Linked DNA regions of Gossypium hirsutum: region 2 is linked to region 1. Evidence: chromatin contacts called from public Hi-C data. All regions are on one chromosome and are shown on one strand. Each heading gives the region's core, a stretch centred on a gene start, on an enhancer-like site or on the middle of the called end of the contact. The rest is flanking DNA. Distances are from core to core; before and after follow the strand shown.

Region 1 (5,619 bases), core at 1,842-4,341:
GGAGGTCTTTGGCAAAAACAATAGGTGTTTTTGAGGTATGGGATCCCAAAGGTTGCGGCAATACTGGTTGAGAGAAACCGTAGCTTACTGGAAGCTCCAGATTGAAACGTGCTCGAAGATGAAGGAATGGGAAGTAGCAAAAGTTTTGTCCATTGCATTCTTAAAGAAGATGAACAGTTTCCCCTAATTTTGTTGCTTCAATCGAAATGGTGTTGGAAAATCCTAGAATCTTTAATTTTTTATGCTTTGTGAAGCGTCTCTAGAAAGATTAGCTGAGCTTATTGTTTCAAAATTTGGGAATCCATTGGCCTGTTTGTTGGCGTGAATGTGTTAATAATTTGGATAACCCAAAGGACTTGTCTTGTGTTTGCTTTTATAAATCCAATATATATTTTGAAAAAAAAATAAAAAGGACATTTAAAGGTTAATTGAGCCCTAAGAAGTCCAAAGCCAACGAAGTAGTGAGTGACACCTTGGAAAAGACCCACGGTGCTTTTCAATGCCCCAAGATCATCTCTCTCTCTTTTCCCTTTCCACCACTTTCTATTGTTCTTATCCAATTTCTCACTGGATGAGCTGTTCTTAACTTCCATCACTTTGATCTTCAATCAACAAGACTAAAAAAATTAATGGTTGAAATCGGTAATAAATTTTTATAAATTTTATTTAATTAATATAGAAATAAGTTGAATATATATTACATATTTTAACCTGTTGGATCCAATTGTGATAACATTGGCTTTTCTTTGAGGATTAGTATGATTTTGAGAAAAAATATCTTAAAATACAAAGAATTTTAAACTAATGGAAAGCAAACAAATCTCATATGAGGAAACTTCCAAAATCAAACTTAGACATCCAGTTGTCCTTATCCACTTATCTCCAATCTCCATCTCTTTGTCAGTCTCCTAATCATTAAGGAAAGCTTTAGACGCGTTTTCCCTCTTCGTCCTATCTAATATCTATATATATATATATCCACTCTCAATCTACACTTGAAATACTTTGAAAACAATCTTTTCCTTTGTAGTTTGGGATATTTATAAGGTTGTGACTGATGCAGGGGATGAAAGAGCAGTCATCCAAGTGTGAATCTCTCAAGGATTCTTCTTCTTGGTGTTCCTCTAAGCAAGCAAGGCGTCATCTCAATGCAGTTAACTCCGAGGGTTTCAAGGCTGCCAACATCGATAGGTTGAAATAGGCCGAAGAGTCTCTCAGAACTGTCATGTACTTGAGTTGCTGGGGTCTTAACTAACCAAAATCTTTACCCTCAGGTTGTTAAAATTCTTACATGTACATAGCTTGTTTATAAGGAAATATAAATATATGCAGTGTGAGGATTTTAGAGCCCTACTGTCAATCTTTCTCCCCTGACAAGTAATGTAATCAGTTCATGATTTCTATCTCTAATTTCGATTTTTAGGGGTTAAATTAGCACTAATGAACCCGACATTTGACCTAATTAAAAATGTTTCTGAAGATTAGTATTACACCTCATGCCTGACGTAGCATGCTTATCCTTTCTCTTGCAATAATGTTGACATGACTTAACAAAAAATTAATCCACTCACATGGTAAGAACTTCTTACTTAGTTTGAATTCTAAACGAGGGAAATGAAGGAATGCATTTTGTTGTGGGAAATGTAGCGATCCATTCTCTTATAAAAAGCTTATGGATTATGTTCATTTTACCTCAATATAATTTTAGTTTAGCAATATTTTTTAAAAGAGTTTTTAAAAAATATTTGGAAAATATTTTTGAAAATTTTAATTTAAGATTTAAATATTTAGTATTACTGTCAAAAAGAATTTTTAAGAAATAAAATATCTATTTTAGACATGGTGTTATAAAGTAATAAATTTACATTTAAATAATGTTCAAATTAATTAATATTATGATATTTTAGTAAGAATATAAAAAATAATTTATTATAACTTGTTAATATTTTAATATATGAAATATAAATTTTAAATATTTTTAAAAAAATTTAATCTTAATTATTCATAAAATTTAATTTGAATATATAAACTATATTTTAAATAATAAAATATAACCAATAAAAAATTAAAATATAATATTATATATATAATAAATTTTAATAGGAAAATAATTATATACAAAATACAAACATTATATAAAATATATTATAAAGGTTAAAACTGTCATTTGATCTAAAAGCACTTTTGTCAATAGCAAAAGTTTAAAAGAAAATTGCTTTTGCTTTTAAATTCAAAAATACTTTTAAAAACACTTTTGACTCTACAAATTATTTGTTTAGCATTGCTTCTTGTTTGAAAAGTGCTTTTGTCCCCAAAAACACTTTTAAAAAGTAATGTTAAACAAATCCTTAGTTTTACACTAACAACTCAATTTAATTTGCTCAAGGTTTGATTGTTTGTTTTGTATCCAATTTTAGATAAGAAATTTCTTTCTTATTTGTCTCCGTTTGAATGAAATTTTTTATTTTGTATAATTTGAAATTTAATTTCTATATTTTAAAAGTTAAAAATTTTATCTTTTTATTTTTTTTCAATTTAAAATTTTTACTCTAATCATTATTGTTATTAATAATTTTTGTAAATATTTGTTAATTTATCATATTTAATTTTTGTCCATCATATCAGAGACTATTTGAAATTTTGAGTTACTGAATTTTTTAAATAAAGAAAAAATAAGACTTCATTTTAAACAAAGTCTCATTCAAGCCTAATTTTAACTTGGTCAATGGTAACTTACTCTCTCTTTTCCTCTCTGGCCTAATTGCTTAAGATTTAAGAGGACCAGACGAAGCCAATAATTCAATTTCCGCGCTATTCTCACTAATTATTTCTGTTATTACATTCTTAATTAACTTTCAACCACAAATATAATTATTTTAATCAATCCTTCTAATTTAAACAAAACCGTTTATAAGTAGAGCCAAAATTGCTATTTTAAAATCAAAGTTATAATGAATTTTCTTCCGTAATTAAAAAAAAAAACTAGAAATGGTATTGTTGACATTTCTCTTTCCTGTTGAATAAATAGAACACAAAAAAGGGCGTCAATCTTTTAATTAATTAATTGTAAGTACACCAAAATTACTTGGATTTTTTAATCACTAAAAAATATATTAAACAACCATTGAAAAAAGCTTAATTATCCATTAAATTTTGAACCTTTTTTTTTTAATGATCTTTTGAGTTGCAGGAAATGAAAATCCTTAAAGGTCCTCCTTTATCTTACACAACATGTACATGGCATGCTTATCCATTATCTTACAAAAAGCTAATGAACTGTGGTCATTTGACAAGTTGAAGCCCAACTCACTTTTGGCCCGTTTTTAATATCCCATAACCCATGTTTGTAAAGACTACACCAACAAGCCGATTTAATTTGCCTGTATTCTCCTCATCTCCATCTCCACCACATAAACTCCATAACGATCCAAATTCAACCTAATTCTCTTCTAGTGATCTTCTTTTGATCGAAACAGAAAGTATGATTTTACACTTACCTTGTACAACTCTTTATCAAACACCATTACTATCCAATCCTAGATATCCTCAAAAACTAGCTAAAACCCAAACCAGTTTTTCACCAGCAAACAAATTGTCCATTGCAAGAAAGCTTGTAATAAGAGGATGCAGCAATAGCCAAGGTGGTGAAGGAGAAAAGAAGACAGAAAGAAGAAGTTTCCTATCTCTAGAAGAGGCTGGTTTGGTTGAAATATCTGGTTTAAGCTCTCATGAAAAGTTCCTATGTCGATTAACGGTAAACCTCTCCTTAATATTCCATGGAAATGTGAAATCTAATATCTGAATGCTATTTAAGACTAAAATTAAGAAAATTGGGGGTATGGTTGCAGATATCATCATTGAATCTACTTAGAGTGATATCAGAACAGGAAGGATGTTCAATTGAAGAGATGAATGCTGGAAGAGTATGTGATTGGTTTGTGAAAGATAAACTGAAAAGAGAACAAAACATAGATTCTGCAGTTCTTCAATGGGATGAATCTGAATTTCCTTTTTAGATGGATTTAGATTATATAATTCTTATATAACTTTTTTAGCTTAACTGTGAATTTTCATTCAAATTAAAGTTTTTGGGTCATATCATAGTGGATCAAATTATTGTATGTTCTTTTAGTACCATTTGAATTTGAACTGGTATTGTTGAATTAAATTAACTTTGCTCATCAAATATATATTAATAGAGATTTTGTGTGTAAAACAAGTTCTATGATATTAATTTAATTAAATTTTATTTAAATTTATTCATATTTATAAATAATTAACCTGATTGTTATATATTATTTTATTTTTAATTTTATATAATTTTTTTATTAAAATTTTAAACATAAGAAATTCACATGTTTTTAATGTCTAAATTATAATATTATATATGGGTTAAATAAGATGTATAAGTCGATTTTGAAATTTATTTAGGTTTTTAGGCCGGTTTTAAAATTATTTAGGGAAATAAGTCGATTTTGAGGAAAAACGCGTCTAGCTGGGCAAGCTTTCTATACACGTGTCAAGAAAACTCGCCTAACTGGACGCACTTTTCCTTTAAGTTGTAATTTTTGAATTTTTTAATATAATTAATTTTTTTGATCAGATGATTAAATGTTGGTGGTTTTGTCCTTGAGTTCTAAGTTTGATTCCTCTCCCACTTATGTTTATATTGTTTATTTCATGTTGTTTTAAGCTCTCTTTTTTAATGAATGTTTTTAATATATTAGCTTCCTAAATTAAATGATTAAATAATAATCATTTCATCCTTGATACTCAATTTCAATTCCCCTTCTCTAAACACATTTGTAATTTTTATTTCATACTATTTCAAGTTTTTTTTAACTAATAAATATATATTTTTTATTTCAATTCATTGTTTTAATTAATAACTCTATTATTCATAAAATCAAATAATAAATATGTAATTATATAATAAAAATATATACTTTACATATATCATTATGTTAAAAATATTTGAAATTAATAACTCCTTTTTATATAATATAAACATCAACTAATTTTTTGATATATTTTTCTTTATATATAATATTTATATGTCAAATATATATTTTTCTCCACATATATTGTGGGTATGGTTATTTCTAAAATTATAAAATGAAATAATTATTTCAAATATAATTATTATTTTTATATATAAAATATTTCAAATATCATTATTTTTCATCTACATTAAGAGTATGATATTTTAAATATTTTTATATGTGGAATATTTCAATTAATTATTTGAAATATCATTATGTTTATATGTGAAATATTTTAAATACACATACAAAAATATTTACTAATTTACTAAAAATAATCATATTTGTAATAATTATTTGATTTTATGAATAAAAGAGTTATTAATTAAAAAGATGAATTAAAATAAAAAATTGAAAAAATATATTTATTAATTAAAAATAAAAAACTTGAAACACTATGAAATAAAAATTACAAAAGTGTTTAGAAAAGGGGAATTAAAATTGGGTCTCAATGATGATATTATTATTATTTAACCATTTAAATAAGGAAGCTAAATGTTAAAAACATTCATTAAAAAAAGCCTAAAACAACATGAAATAAAAAATATAAACGTGAGTGGGAGAGAACTTGAACTTG
Region 2 (5,619 bases), core at 806-3,305, 410 kb before region 1:
CAAAGTCAAACCCCTTCACATTGGGACCCATTTTTGCATGGTAGAGCCACGTGCCCTTCAACATGCTTACGTCATTAGATATTAAATTGTTCTGAATTTGAATAACAGCACAAGAGTCATGCCATGTTATTCAATAAAAGCAAGCTCTGCCTTTTAATGGTGAGCCCTCCCACCCTCAAGGTTTGGTCGACGCTAATTGATCGACGCGTGCCCTCCTTTCTTCTCTCTCTCTCTCTTTTTTTTTTAGGTCAAATCCCCTTCCATTATGTGACCTTCCAAGCAGAATTGCTTCATCACTACCTTAAAAACAGTTTCTCTTACACTTCCTCTCTTTGAACCCAATGTCTTTTTCTATTTTTATTGATACTTTTATATTTTTTTTTATATCGAAATAAATAGAAAAAAATCTAAATTAAAGGAAAGGATGATTTGGACACGAAGTTCAAACTCCGGATATGTTGTCAATCAGAGTTGAAACCAACACACTAAATAAACCAGTAAAAAAATAACTTAAATTATCTTTAACCAGTGCTTATAAGTATGGATTAAGCATAAATGTCATAAATCTGGTGAAGAAAGCAAACGGCATCATCTTATATATAATTTGGTATGATTTGATTCATTATTTTCGGAAGTAGATATGAATTGAATAAATATATATAGTATATAATAAGATGACTTGTCTGTATAATAATATAATACATATGTGATAAGATATACCAATAGTAAAGAAAAGAAAAAGGACAGAACGTTGCTTCTAACACAGTGATCTTAAGAGAAATTAACTATTAATTAGTAGAAATTTTTACACGTATCGACATGTCTCACTGAATCAAAAAAAGAAAAAAGAAAAACTCTTTTTGGGAGTTATGCATTTGGAATTACATGAAATCATTAACATCCAAAATATCAGGGATTTCCGACTTCAAAATGTTGGTGCAATAGCTTTCTGTTTCGTTTTCAGTGGTGCTGCTACTGTTGAGGTATGCGAAGTCTGAATTCAATGGGGCGGGGCTCGACGAAGGCGTCGACACAACTGACCCCAACCCCAAGCTCTGGTTGCTGTTGATGGAATGGAAATTCGAGGTTTCGATTGAAGGGTCCATTACGGTTTGATAATCCGAGCCGTAATAGTTGTACTGCGGCGGTAGCGGCACGTAATCTTCAGTCAAAATTGAAGGCATAACATAGTCATTGAAATTTGATGGGAATTGGTTCAAGTTGGGTTTCATCACGAGTTGTTGTTCTTCGTTATAAAATGGAACACTACAAGTTGGGGTTTCTTCGACTTGTGCATGGAAATGGTTAGATTGCATCAATGGTTGATATTGGTCAACATTACGAAGAAGCTCAGGGTTAGCAAAAGACTGGATAAGATATTGGTTGTGAAGGAAAGAGAGACCGAGAAGATCCAGTCGAGGAGTATGGGTCACCGGATCGATCCCCATTCGAAGAAGAATTTTTCTAATGTGTGTGTTCCAATAGTTTTTTATTTCGTTATCTGTTCTTCCGGGCAACCGAGCAGCAATGGCAGACCACCTTAAAACATTACAAAACATTAAGGGAAAAAAACACAATAATAGAACTGAAAACAGCAAATAAAGATGTAAACAGAACTTACTTGTTGCCCAATATACTATGTAGCTGAATTATAGTCTCTTCTTCTTCAAAAGAAAACCTTCCTCTCTTGATATCAGGCCTCAAGTAGTTAGTCCATCGAAGACGACAACTCTTTCCACATCTTTGCAACCCTATAATAAAAGATTTTACAAACCCATCAGGCGTGAAGTCCATAAGAAGTACTATAATTCATCCGTAGACAAAACATATGGTGTCCTATCGGTAAATGAATGCTAGAGGTTTACCAGCATTCTTTGGAAGTGTCCTCCAATTTCCATAACCATGTTTTTGAATATAATCAATCAATTTTTTATCTTCTTCAGGAGTCCATGGCCCTTTTTTGAGCCCATTTTTATCACAACAAAGTGCTCTTCCCATGTTTATTGCTTAGTGACAGAGAAGAGAGAAAAATGATGCAGCAGCAAAGAGATGCAGGGTCCCTATAGGTACGTACTTGTATAAATAGGGAGAGAAACCAAAGCAAAAGTCAAATAGATTAGGTACCGTCCTCTGTTTATTACTATGGCAACGTGTCCTCAAATCTTGGCTCCCATATCTTTAAATCTATCAATTACTTTTATTTATTTATTTATTTATTTTAGTTAAACTCATTTTTTTAAGTTGGGTTTATAATTTATGAAATTTTTTTTTTTAAATTTTTGGTTATATCTCCCAACATTATTTTCAAAGTTTTATCTTCTTAAAATATAATATGTATTATCAGTATACTTAATATTTTGTGATATTATTACTTATCTTTTAATAGATCTCAAATTTATCTATCCAAATTTGTTATTAAGTTTAAGTGGTAAAAAAATTTATTCCTTTTAAACAAAGTTTTAATTCTAAGTTTTAAAGATGAAAAAAATAATAATAAATTTTATTTTTAATTTAAAAATTAGATCTAGGTTAACTCTAAAATTAATGTGATTACCATCCAAATTCATAAACTGCAGTCATTTTTTGCCCAACATTATGCGGGAGGAGAGTGTCACTCCTCACTTTCTGGATTCATATTAGCTGTCACCAACATGAAACAGCCACCTGCCCCTTCTTTTCTTCTGGCATAATTTGCATGGCTACAATTTTACCAAGATTGGCTTTGACTTACTATCTCAAAGTCCTTTGATTTTTTTTTTCTTTTAAACATAAGAAATTGCAAATACAAAAAGGAAATATTTTTAAAAAAATTATATTTTAATTTTTTAAAAAGGAAATTGAATTAAAATCGAAAAGCGATTAGTTAATTGTTTTGTCCATTGAAAGCTGCATTGGTAGGCCGATTCTATTGCCCTCACATGAGGGTAATGTGCAATTATTTTAACACTTGAGGGATTCAAGTCAATTACTTATGTGTGTTTTTAATAAATAAATAAGCATTTAATTCGAGGATGATAACAATGGTGTTTGGTATGCATAGAGAGAACAGAAAAAGGGCCCCTCCAATAAATTTCAGGAAAAGGTTTAATTTTCACAATTTAAAATTTGCATCCATAAATATATAATTAATTTTTATCTTATGTGATATGATACATGAATTACTCGTCTATTTTTATAAATTGTTATTATATTGATATTAATATATTATTTAAAATTATTGATGAAACATATTTGAATATATAAACAACTTAAAAAAATATACTTAAGTTTTTTTAAATACAATATAATAAATTTAAAATATTATAAATATAATATATTCATAATGTTATGGATATAATTTATGGGTCAATTATGATGAAGGAAATTTGAAAAATAAATTTGTTATAAATTCTATATTCAGAATTTTAAGACACATTGTATAAGTAAGTTAGAAATAAAGTGTCAAAACAATTTTTAATTTTAAAAATAAAGTTTTAATTTTTAATTTTAAAAATAAATTTTGTTAGAATTGTGTGACCTAAATTCTAAGAGATTGCTTGCAAGTTAAGTTAAAAAAATATTTTATTTCTAGACGATTTAGTATTTATTACTATAATTTATTTAGCATTTATTAGCATAATATACTTGACATTGATTAGAATTAGGTTTTTTTTCAATCTATAAATAGATGTAGTCAAAACTCCTCTTATATCATTCAAATTCAACATTAATGAATTTTCTTCTCCTTTGCCTGTGGTTTTTCCCCGTAAGAGTTTCTACGTAAAATCTGTGTGTTATATTTTCTCGTTGTGGCAGAGAAAGATGTAGGCAGTTCTTGTGTAGATGGATTTGGAGTATGCCTTGTTAGGGGTAGATAAGATGCCTTCGACATTGACAGAGGAAAAGAAGAAGTGTAAAGATCGAAAGGTTTTAATGCAATTACATATGCATCTGTCGAATGAAATTCTACAGAATGTGATAAAGGAAAAGACCGTCACTACATTATGGGCAAAGTTGCAGCAACTATGCATGTCGAAAAACCTAATTAACAAGTTGCATATGAATAGTGCCTTTATGCTCATCATTTAAAGGAAGGTGCGTCTGTGCACAAACACTTAATTGTGTTTAAAGAAATTTTCTTGGACCTAAAGGCCATGAAGGTTCAGTACGATAAAGAAAATTTAGGGGTAATTCTACTTTGTCTGTTGCCCTCGTCTTATTCAACCTTTAAAGATACAATTTTGTATAGCTGCAAATCTTTCACAATTGATAAAGTCTATGCTTCTTTAACACCGTATAACAAGATGAAGCATATTGTGTCTGGATTCGACTCTTAAGGAAAGGGTCTCATTGTTCGTGGAAGGACACAGGAACGAAATTTTCACAATAAATCTAAGAGTAGATTGAGATCTTCAAGCAAAGGTAAAATTTGTAACTTTTGTAAAAAGAAAGGGTACATTAAGTCTGAATGTTGTAAGTTGCAGAATAAGATCAAAAGAGAAAACAACCAAAACAATCCAGTGAAGCTGATGTTATAGAAGACTACAGTGATGGTAAACTCCTAGTTGCTTCTACCAATAACTCTAAAGTGAGAAAGGAGTGGATCATTGATTCTAGTTGCACCTTCCATATGAATCCCAATCAAGATTAGTATACAACATATGAAACAATTTTTGACGGTATTGTTTTAATGGGAAATAATGTTTCATGTAAAATTGTAGGTATTAGCATGATCAAAATTAAGATGTTCGATGGAGTCGTCAGAACACTTAGAACACTTAATGGTGTACGACATGTACCAGCATTGAAAAAGAATTTGATTTCGTTAAGTACTCTTGATTTAAAGGGCACAAGTACACAATTGAAAGTGGGGTTTTGAAGATTAGCAAGGGTTCCCTCATTGTGATGAAAGGGCAGAGAAAGTGTAACACCCCTTACCCGCGTCCGATGCCGGGACAGGGATCGAGGCATTATCGGACTTAAACATAAATATTCATACAAAATCGAGCCATAAAATTTCATTCAATTTAAAACCATTCATACACATGCACATCGTCCCTTATACGGGCTTACGAGGCCCAAAACATACATCGGAGATGATTCGGGACTAAACCGAGAATTTTTGGAAATTTTACAACACTTAAGAGATTTTCCATTTTTAGAGAGTCACACGCTTGAATGGAGTAGGCCGTGTGGTTACACACGCCCGTGTGGCTTGGGACACACCCGTGTAACTCTCTGTTTATGACATCATCATTCATTTAGTGGCACACGGCCAAGACACATGCCCGTGGGGGCGGACTGTGTGTCACACACGGCCTAGGCACACGCCCGTGGGTCTACCCGTGTGGACGATTGTAAGGCTATTTTCCAAGCCATTTTGTCACCCTTACTTACATAATTTCATATCACATCACATGGCATATTATCAAGCATATAAATGCAATTTAAACTAACCACATTCATGCATTAACATGTCATTTACATATGATTAAGCATATGATTATCATAAGCCATCATTTATGGCTATGCATGTTCAAATTGAATCACAACTCATTATAGGCCAACACACATATCCCTAATAGTAATGACTAATATAACAAAAGACATAATTCCTATACATGCCATAAACTCGAGTAC

What was found. Hi-C and Micro-C count contacts between places; a contact is called where the count stands out from the background.
Region 2: a contact with region 1 is called in a Hi-C map of leaf, with 2.0 times the contacts expected there. The contact joins the promoter of LOC107963372 here to the promoter of LOC107961748 in region 1. A contact is called at or near these places in 12 of 34 Hi-C or Micro-C datasets (callus, hypocotyl, leaf and 2 more).

The regions. Positions count from the first base shown.
Region 1 is chrA06:92,505,269-92,510,887 of Gossypium_hirsutum_v2.1, reverse strand. It overlaps LOC107961748, which reads left to right and starts at 3,091. Exons shown (of 2, transcript XM_016897849.2): 1 at 3,091-3,754; 2 at 3,849-4,162. The coding sequence starts at 3,482. The coding sequence ends at 4,016. It overlaps LOC107961746, which reads right to left and starts at 420. Exons shown (of 6, transcript XR_005928428.1): 1 at 1-420.
Region 2 is chrA06:92,918,459-92,924,077 of Gossypium_hirsutum_v2.1, reverse strand. It overlaps LOC107963372 (transcription factor MYB102), which reads right to left and starts at 2,055. Exons shown (of 3, transcript XM_016899916.2): 1 at 1,866-2,055; 2 at 1,622-1,751; 3 at 716-1,539. The coding sequence starts at 1,998. The coding sequence ends at 882.